3 separate regions of the Ovis aries genome follow, and all the other regions are linked to region 3. Evidence: chromatin contacts called from public Hi-C data. All regions are on one chromosome and are shown on one strand. The core of a region is the stretch at or near the end of the contact, and the rest is flanking DNA. Distances in the headings are between cores, read along the strand shown. Region 1 overlaps NCK1 (NCK adaptor protein 1). Region 2 overlaps NCK1 (NCK adaptor protein 1). Region 3 holds the start of NCK1 (NCK adaptor protein 1).

Region 1 (3,151 bases), core at 295-2,794, 57 kb before region 3:
TAAACGAATGAATGAATGAATAAATAAACTCTTTAAAAGGAAAACTAACTCCCAAAAATGGATCTAAAATTTTAACAACTCCCCAAAAAGTAACCAAGAGAGACATATTCCAGACGGATTCATTTGGCCACCAAAGTTACCAGAAAAAAAAAAAAAAAAAAGAGTCTTAATATTACAGCTTTTTTGCCGATGAAGTGCTTCATCCCTTTCCATTTTGCTCTTTGCCCCAAAATCTCCTGACAGGTTACTCTGTTTCCTTAGACTCCTTACACATAAGATAGTTCTACAACAATATCTCTGTGTTCATTTTTCTAGAATCACTGAGCAACTGTTCAAAGAGATCAAATCAAGTTCACTATCATAAGAGTAAAAAGAGGCTATCAGCAGATCTACAATTTAGGTTCTTTGTTAGTATCAGAATCATTTTAAAACCTCGACTCAAAGCAATCCAAGAGTTCACTACTTTCTATGTTTTCAAATTCTTTGTATGCAGCTGCTCTCACAATTCATTTCAAACTATCAAACCTCACATTAACCGAAACAGCAATTTCTAGCACTCTGACAGTGATTTAATTAAAATACCCTCTATACTGGTGCCTTCATTAAGCATTATCTTCTACATCAGTCCTCTAAAGTCTAAGTAAAAAGCAGTAACAGTATCATGTTACTTCAAATGCTGAGGATGAAGGAATTTGCTCACTTAAATCCTTTTTCTCCTCCTAATATGTTTACAATTTATTTAGTTCATTTCAAATGTCTATGCTAAGTTCAGAGAACTAACTACATCAAAGTCAAATCATTTATACTTTTTCTATTTATTTAAATATTGATATTAAAAAATTTGAAATTATTTTACCTATCAAGTCAAAGCTATTAATATCTGATGTACTGCCAATCACTTAGCTTATGCTGCACAAACATAAAGCACCAGCCTATATAAACCCACCCCGTTCTCTCCTTACAGTTTTCCTTTAAATTCACAAACTGAAAATTCTAATTTAAAAACAAGAAAGCCATAGATATAATAAACAGATTAACTTACTGAAAAAATCTTTAAGCACCTTTAGCCAATTCATTTTGAAAAAAAAAATCCCGTGTTCTCTTTCGTTAGTTTGTTAACACAGCAGGATAATTTTCAGTGAACTTCCTGGTTCTGCAACACTGAAACTCCCCACACCCCATCCACGTGACTTGGCCCACACCCAGGCAATAGAAAGTTTTCCTAAGGCTTTTCTCTTGCCAAAACATTTTTTCCCTGAACGCTAACTGAACTATAAAACAAGGATATTGTGATGGCCACAAATAGGACCTTACTATTCAGATTTATTTTGGAAGAAGTTTTAAAGCACATATTTAAAGCATATTTTTTTCAGTAGTTGAAAATATATTCATGTATTCATTCTTTTTTAATTGGAGTAGAATTACTTTACAATGTTGCGTTAGTTTCTGCTGTACAACAAAGTGAATCAGCAGTATGTATATCTATATCCCCTCCCTCTTGGGGCTCCCTTGGATCCTCCACCCCCAACCCACCCATCGAGGTCATCCTAGAGCACTAGGCTGAGCTCCCTGTGCTGCCCTGCAGGTTCCCACTAGCCATCTGTTTCACACGTGTTAGTGTATTTCTGTCAAACCTAATCTCCCAGTTCATCCCACCCTCCCCTTTCCTAACTCTTCTCTGAAGAGGTTCTGTTTGTCTGTTTGTTCTGTTTGTCTGAATCTCTATTTCCACCCTGGAACTATGTTCATCTGTACTCTTTTTCTATTTTTCATCATGTATTCATTCTTTCCTTTGTTTTATCCTTTTCTTTCTTAACCTTCAAACAATATCTCCATCAGCACAATCACTGTGAAACAAACTCATTAGTTATATGGAACATTTAAGTTACCAAAACAGGATTCAGAAGGCTGTCCACCCAAGGCAAAAGCAGGATTTACATCATTATACAGGCTAACTATAGGTCACTACCTTAAAACAGAATGTTTCCAAGTACTTTGGAATAGACAGCAATAATTGTAATATAATACAATGATAGCCTAGAACTTAAATAGATAACAGTCTCAATAATACAGTCTCGAGACAGTTAAAAAGATACAATCTTGAGACAGCTAAAACTGTCTCAATAATATCAGAAAATAGTATGGAAGGTTTCCCAGGAGTATTAATAACAAAAAACTGTACCTAATAAAGCCTTTGAAATTTATGTGAAGTTGTATGTAAAAGTGGGATTTTTTCTCCTTGCTCTATATTAGTTTTTTCACTGTCTTTTGTTAATTACTATCACATCTGCTATAGTCTCAGGATACCACTACCCTTTTTTTAAAGGACATAAAAGTTTCTCTAGGTGTGTCCTTAGTCCTTTCTGTGCCTTCATCACTATAAAGGCATATTTTGACATAAGTCACCTTAATTTTCTTGAACACCTTTAATCAATATACTTTAAATATCTAATTATTTACAAAATCTTAAGTATTTCTGGTTCTAACTTTGTTCTCTTCAACCATTCAAGGACAATCTCTTTCCAACTGTCTTCCACTTAAAAACTAATATTAAATAATTAAATAATATTAACTAATAACAATACCTCAAAAATCTCAAAAAAAAAAAAGGTAAGCCTAGTTAAAGCATTTAAATGTATGGTTAATAACTTCATTTGTTAAATTACCTTTAGAGTAGAATAACAATAATGCTGAGTAAGAAATAAAAATTAATATAAAGCAGTCAATAATACTCCATGTTCAATCATGTCACATTCTCAAAAGTCACTTTATTCTCATACTATCTTGTTCAAGGAGAAATTACACTTCTTCTACATATACACCAAGAACTATTAAGTAACAGCATGCTTGCCTAAATACCTGAGGGAAACTATGTCCCTCCCAATTCCTTCCTGTCAGCGAAGGAGAATTTTTTAAAGAGAGAGAGAGACAGACTGGTTCTCATCAGAGCACATTTCCTTCCTATCACAGCTTGGCCAAGCCCAACATGAAGTAGATTCTCCTCTTTATGGCCCTAAGGGAAGGTCAGTAGAAACAAAATTTACAGTTACAGGAAGAAAGAAGAGAAACAAAATAAGAAAGATAAGCTTTGTAGATGCTAATATATGGTAACGATCCACAACTTAAAACTCTTTTATCAAATATAAGAACA
Region 2 (3,081 bases), core at 323-2,822, 37 kb before region 3:
ATTCTGGAAATGCAAAACTAACGTGAACAAAGATTAGATCAGTGGCTTTCACAAGTTAATGGTGGGAAGAAGGTAAAACTACAAAGCAAGAAGGAAATTTTTTTTTCTTAAACAGGTGAAGGAACTGTTCTGTACAAACACTGTGGTGTACATCACTCCAGGTATGTGTCAAATCTCATTTATACCCCAAAGTGTGAATCCTACTGTACATAAACTAAAATAAATATACAGCAGAAAACATTCATTAGTTGGCCTTAAATGTAACTATTTTTACTCATATATGGTATTGTATCATCACTCAATATACATTCACCAAGTTTTGCAGATCTTCCAAATGCTGACATCTTTGTAACACTGCACTTCAAGCAGTCTCTAGTAATTTCAGAGTGGAAACAGAAACTGAACATCTCAGTCTAATGAAAACAGTTTGGGCCTTATGAACTCCCTAAAAGGTCCACTTTAGGAACATTGTTGTTGTTGTTACTGTTGTTCAATTGCTAAGTCATTGCGACCCCATAGACTGTAGCCCATAAGGCTCCTCTGGATTCTTCCCACTGAGCCACCAGGGAAGCCCCTTTAGAGAACTGCTTATCTAAATGTGGGAATAACATCAAGCCAAACACCTAAAAATAAGTTCTTCCCAACCTACTTTTATAAATTCATTCAGTTCAGTTCAGTCACTCATTTGTGTCCGATTCTGCAACCCCATGAATCGCAGCGCGCCAGGCCTCCCTGTCCATCACCAACTCCCGGAATTCACCCAAACTCATGTCCATCAAGTTGGTGATGCCATCCAGCCATCTCATCCTCTGTCGTCCCCTTCTCCTCCTGCCCCCAATCCCTCCCAGCATCAAAGTCTTTCCAATGACTCAACTCTTCACATGAGGTGGCCAGAGTATTGGAGTTTCAGCTTTAGCATCATTCCTTCCAAAGAAATCCCAGGGCTGATCTCCTTCAGAATGGACTGGTTGGATCTCCTTGTAGTCCAAGGGACTCTCAAGAGTCTTCTCCAACACCACAGTTCAAAAGCATCAATTCTTCGGCGCTCACCTTTCTTCACAGCAACTCTCACACCCATACATAGTGATAACATTAAGTCATGTTAACAATCATCTTCATACTGTGCAGGATAGGGACAGAATGAGAGAGGGTCATGTTTGCTACCTATGTTTGAGTGCTCAGTCACTTCAGTCACATTCAATCTTTGCAACCCCATGGACTGTGGCCCGCCAGGCTCCTCTGTCCATGAGATTCTACAGGCAAGAATACTGGAGTGGGTTGCCGGGCCCTCCTCCAGGGAGTCTTCTGGACCTAGGGACTGAACCCGTGTCTCTTTCGTCTTCAGCACAGGCAGGCAGATTCTTTACCACTAGCGCCACCTGGGAAGCTTCTTGCTATGTATATAGATCATGATAAATATGACCATTTGGGGGAAGCCAGTTATTATATTCCAAGGAAAAAGTAAAGAACCAGCTAGCGATTCAAAAGGGAAATCTCCCATGCTAATACAAATGCAATTTTAGAAATCTAGTGTACTTTAGTACATAACCTGACAACTTCCTGTTTCTGATAAAAATCAGCAGAGTGACAATACCCAAGTGACTAGCTCCGGAAGTTAGGTTGGGCTACAGATTTCTCAGTAAACAATGAAGAAGGGGAAATCCCCAAATAACTAACTTCAATGTGCTCATCCTGAAAGACTCCCAGTATGTCTAGAGGGGTTACTGGGATGATACCCTTTTCCCAACAGACTAAAACCTGAGAACATGTATATTCAGAGCAACCATCACCACGTGGAACCTGGCAATGAAGCTGAGAGGCAAAAAAAGATTATTTTTTTAGCCTCTAAACTTAATCATTCTTCTGTCTAGAATCTATCTCTGAAATTTTCAGTTCACAAGCGAAAAAGTACCTTTCTGTTAAAAACAAACTGAAAGGGTCACATACAAGAATGAAAGGCATCCGAACTGACTGGGAAAAAAAAGTATTAAATTTAAAAGAGAGAATAGTAGTATAAGAAGACTTCAGATGGAAGAAAAATGAAAAAACAAGAATACAAAAAGCTAGACAAGGATTAAGGAAACTCTAACATTAGCAAGTATAGATACTTTCAGATTTAACAATTCTGTGTGTATGTGTGCCTGTACATGTACATATAAACACTTTGCAATAGGCTAATGATAGCTAACACTGAACACTATGTGGTGCTTATAAACAACCAAATCACTGGTTTTACCAAGCTTTCACTTGTAAATATTTACCAGGTTTGTTTGTTTGTTTTCAAGGTCCTACCGTGTGTTGAGCTACAAAACTAAAGCTGTCCTGGAAGAGCTTACAGACTAGTGGGAAAAGTTTTACTTCTTGTTACTATTATTTTACCTATAATGCTGACTTATCTTAAACACATGTCACTTCCGATCAGAATCACAAACTATGCCAACTGCATGCATAAATTAGGTCCAGTGTGTTGCTACTGTTTACATATTTATTTGGGTTTCCATGGTAACTTAGCCTCTCTTTTCACTTTATAAACTCTGAGCTGCCAGAACACAGCAATTTTAAAATGTGATATAAAAACATATGGCCTGCCTTGAATTTCAAAGGCCTAAAAAACAAAAAATATAATGGTCCTAAGAAGGCAAGCTTGGTATCAGGTTAAAACAGGACAGATCCAGAAGAGCAGCGTAACAAGTTCTAAGAGAGAGGCTCTACATTCTGACTTCATTCTCCTCACACAGGGTAATGCGAAAAAGGAAACCACTAATAGTTGGAGGAGAGCTTTTCTACTCCATGAGTCATCCATCCTGGAGGTGCTGGTAAATACAAACTATCTTCCTGAGACATGGAAGGAGGCATTTTACTCAGCCTTGTCTGCCTCTAACCCCTAACTGCTGGGGGAAAGGACTCTCAAAAAGAAACATGTTCTTTTTCCAAGAAGAATGGAGCTGAACTAGGTGACTCCACCCTCAAAAAACAAAAAAGGAGTAGAAAGAGACCAGTTTTATTTGACTATGACAGCAAAACAGCTGATTTATGTCTTTTTTACAGTTATCTCTAAACTTCCTCCACATTGGTATGTGC
Region 3 (3,365 bases), core at 628-3,127:
TTTTGAAGGAAGACTATAAATTCTATCTTTCAAATAAAGTGAGGAACATCCAGACAGAATTGTTGCCTTATTAAATAATCTTTAAATGTCATTTTTGGCCCTGTCAATTGTCTTCCTAAAACACCACAGCAAAGTATTAACAGAGAATTTGTTAAATGCTTAGTGATTTCAATAGTTTCCTCCAATTCTACTTATTGACGAAATAAGAAAATCATTTAGTCTTCTGGTGTAGGCAGAAAAATATCTGGTATTTTTCCATATTACAAAGGTAAATAAATTGTAAAAATTGTTAAACTATAAAAGAATAAAATAGACAGGATATGGATTTATTAAGTCTTCCTGACAAGTGATTTATAACATTTGCATCAAATCTACCTTGAGTTTTGGCAGGGAAGTTCTCAAAGGTGCAAAAAATCCAGTGGCCTAAAACATATCTCAATATCTAACAAAACGTACCCTGTTATGTTTCATGTTTTATTTTCAAGGACCTGAAAGCACTAGTAAAATCTAGACTAAATATTTAGAAAAACAGAACAAACAAGTTTAAAATTTAATATATGAACAAGCACAGCTGAGAAATCCTGAACATTCTGCAAACTGTTCAGAATTTTCCAAAGAAGAAAATCGTAAAGTTTGCAATAAAAATGAAATAAAACTATTAATCAACCAAAGCACAGATCTCGAGTTTCTATCAAACTATGAGGGATATCTATTTAAGAACTGAATATTACTGACAATTACCAAACAGAACCTTCTTCTTGGATAATTCCCCATTTACTCTGTAAACTCCCTGAGGGTTGAGACACAGCACTTTCCATCTGCTTAATAAACTGTATGGTTGGTCTTTCTTACATCTACCAAAGTAAGATTTTTAAAAATGAATACCTCTTGCAACATTTACTTGTCCTGACTGAACAGTGAGCTTTTTTTTGCTCACCACCCAAGATGGGGATAGAAATTTCTTCAACTCATCCTTTCCTAACTCCCCTGGTTTCTTGCCAAAGTTAACGGGCAGAATTATTTTTAAGTGACTAGTTCATTAGTGTGACACTAAACTGGGCGTCTGTAAAGTAAGGGTTCTCAGTCCGGCACAAAATTCAGCTTCCCGAGCTTCTAATAGCAAACTTTTATGGACACACACAGGAAAGGTTACAAAACCAACTACCAAGATACATTTTTCCCCCCGGATATATTACAACTCAAGTCAAAAGCTTACAGCCCAAGTAACTCACGTACGAATCCATGATATTATAATAACCCAGATTTCCCAACAAGGGAAACTGCAGGGGGCTGGGTGGGGGGAGGGGCGGGAGGCGCATCCCGAGGATGTCCATCCTCCGCACCCTGAACGGCTCCCTCCCACTCCTAGAGGTAAGCGCCCCTCTCCACCACCACCGCGGCCTCGGAATGCGCCACAAAGCCGTCAGGACTTTGAGAGGTAAAGAAAAGGAGGAGGGTGCACGCCACACACTCGACCTCTCAGCCTCCAGGGACGGCCGGCCGCAGCGCTCACCCGGACCCGACGCTCCAGGGAGGGACAGGAAGGTCGTAGGGCTGCGCCTCCCAGGGCAGTGGCCGGAGGGTCGCGCGAAGCCGCGAGGCAAAAAGCCCAGGCCCGACCAAGCGGCCTCCCCGCCCCCTCCGGCTTCGCTCCGAGCCGGCAGACGGCGCCCCGGGAGCTAACTTCAGCAGGGAAGAGGAAGCTCCGCGGCAAGTAACGGGCTATGTAGATTCCCCAGACGAGAAAAAGGCTGTCTGTGCGTCTGCCTGCCGGCAGGACCGTCTCACCTCCCCTCTGCCAAGCCCGGGCGGCGCCAGCTCACTTGAGGAGGGCAGGGACGCCGCCACGGCCGCCGCGATGGCCGTTACGGCACGAGGCCTCCGCTCTGCCGCCGCGTAGCTCTGGGGAGAGAGGCGGGGCGTGCGCGGCGGGAGGGCGGGGCTGCAGCGCCGACCGGTCGCGAGGCCCTGGGCGGACCCGCGCAGACAGGAAACCCCCCCTCCCTGCCCAATCTGATAGGTTCAGTCTTCCCCTTCCCTCCTATCACTGACGCGAGGGCGGTCTTCGCCGCTCTGGGATTGGGCGAGCCCTCCTGTCAATCAATTGCTGTGCTAGGTGTGGAGCTGAGGCTGCTCGGTGGAGAGGGAGTGAGAGAGACAGAAGCGCCCTGCCAGTTTCTGGGTTTTGTTGCTTCTGTGTCTCTGGCTGATTATTCTGGGGCCTTCCTCCTCAGCGCCACAGGAGATTCCACAACAGAACTGACTGCTTTCCGAGTTAAGCCCCGACTGCTCTGGGAGCTTCCTTCTGGTTTCTGCACCTGAAGAAGGTCTTACCAGCGGAAAGTTCTTAGGGACGGGAGCGAAAATGAGAAGCAAACAAAAAGGCCTGAACGTAGAGTCCTGAGAGAAAAATGTAAGACGTGTCCTTAACTTGAACCGCAAACCAAAATAAGCTGAGTCTGAGGGCCTTCGAAGCGCCCTGGTGCGTGGATAGCTTCCATTCTTGGTTGCCGTAGCCTTGCTGTGAGGACAGTGACTTTCGGTGACAGGTCTGTTCTTTCTTAGCTGCCCAGCCCCAGACACCTGCCATCAGTAAGTTGGTTCTCCCCACGCCGGAGCCTCAGACCCCATCACCTGCCTCTTCCTCCCCAGCCATCTCTGTGGCTCTGCGTAGGCGTTTGCCGCCCAGGGAAGCCTGGTAAGTGCACAGGTGTTTTCCCCATCCAGCTGCTGAAAGAGCCAGACTTTTTGCGACTCCATGGATCTGAAGCCCACCAGGTTCCTCTCTCCATGGAATTTGCCAGGCAAGAATCCTGGAGCTTTTTGCCATTTCCTAGGGATACAACCAGCGTCTCCTGCACTGGCAAGGGGATTCTTTACCACCTGGGGAGACCTCCCTACCCCTACATGATTTCAAATCAGAAATCATGTCAGTCAGTACTGTTTTTCCCCAGTACCTAGCACATGGTAGTGTTAGGCACTTAGTCCTGTCTGACGCTTTGCGACCCCATGGACTGTAACACATGGAATTGTCCAGGCAAGAATACTGGGGTGGGTTACCATTTCCTTCTCCAGGGGATCTTGGACCCAGGGATCGAACCCAAGTCTCCCACTTTGCAGGCAGATTCTAGCACATGGTAGATCATCAGTAAGTATTGTTTAAGGCATTAGTACAGCTTCAATCCCCAATTTCATTCATTTATGCTTTTCTGTATTTAACTTCAGAATTATTCATTTGTATCCTAATAGAGGAATATGGTTCACTTGCCATATATATGATCACACGGTCAAGCATAAATCACCTGTGGCCCCTTCCTGGCCTCAAGTTGAGAGGGCAAGTGGACCAGGAAAATCTGGGCAGCAAC

What was found. A called contact is a pair of places that touch in the nucleus more often than the background predicts.
Region 1: a Hi-C map of tail adipose tissue shows a contact between it and region 3, with 2.6 times the contacts expected there. The contact joins the enhancer-like site here to the promoter of NCK1 in region 3. A contact is called at or near these places in 2 of 16 Hi-C or Micro-C datasets (blood and tail adipose tissue).
Region 2: a Hi-C map of blood shows a contact between it and region 3, with 1.6 times the contacts expected there. The contact joins the enhancer-like site here to the promoter of NCK1 in region 3. A contact is called at or near these places in 2 of 16 Hi-C or Micro-C datasets (blood and skin fibroblasts).

Annotation. Positions count from the first base shown.
Region 1 is chr1:252,889,322-252,892,472 of ARS-UI_Ramb_v3.0, forward strand. All of the region lies in intron 2 of NCK1 (NCK adaptor protein 1), which reads right to left. Among named protein-coding and RNA genes, the nearest start is that of IL20RB, 24 kb to the left of the region's middle. Within about 2 kb of position 1,545, at least 10 of the 54 cell types and tissues checked have an H3K27ac peak or open chromatin away from gene starts, as enhancers often do. A contact at or near this core is called in tail adipose tissue, where this site is marked.
Region 2 is chr1:252,908,984-252,912,064 of ARS-UI_Ramb_v3.0, forward strand. The region is part of intron 1 of NCK1 (NCK adaptor protein 1); the gene reads right to left. Among named protein-coding and RNA genes, the nearest start is that of NCK1, 37 kb to the right of the region's middle. Within about 2 kb of position 1,573, at least 26 of the 54 cell types and tissues checked have an H3K27ac peak or open chromatin away from gene starts, as enhancers often do.
Region 3 is chr1:252,946,015-252,949,379 of ARS-UI_Ramb_v3.0, forward strand. NCK1 (NCK adaptor protein 1) reads right to left here and starts at 1,878. Exons shown (of 4, transcript NM_001166199.1): 1 at 1,789-1,878. It overlaps LOC121817339 (a long non-coding RNA gene), which reads left to right and starts at 2,103. Exons shown (of 3, transcript XR_006057174.2): 1 at 2,103-2,698; 2 at 3,250-3,365.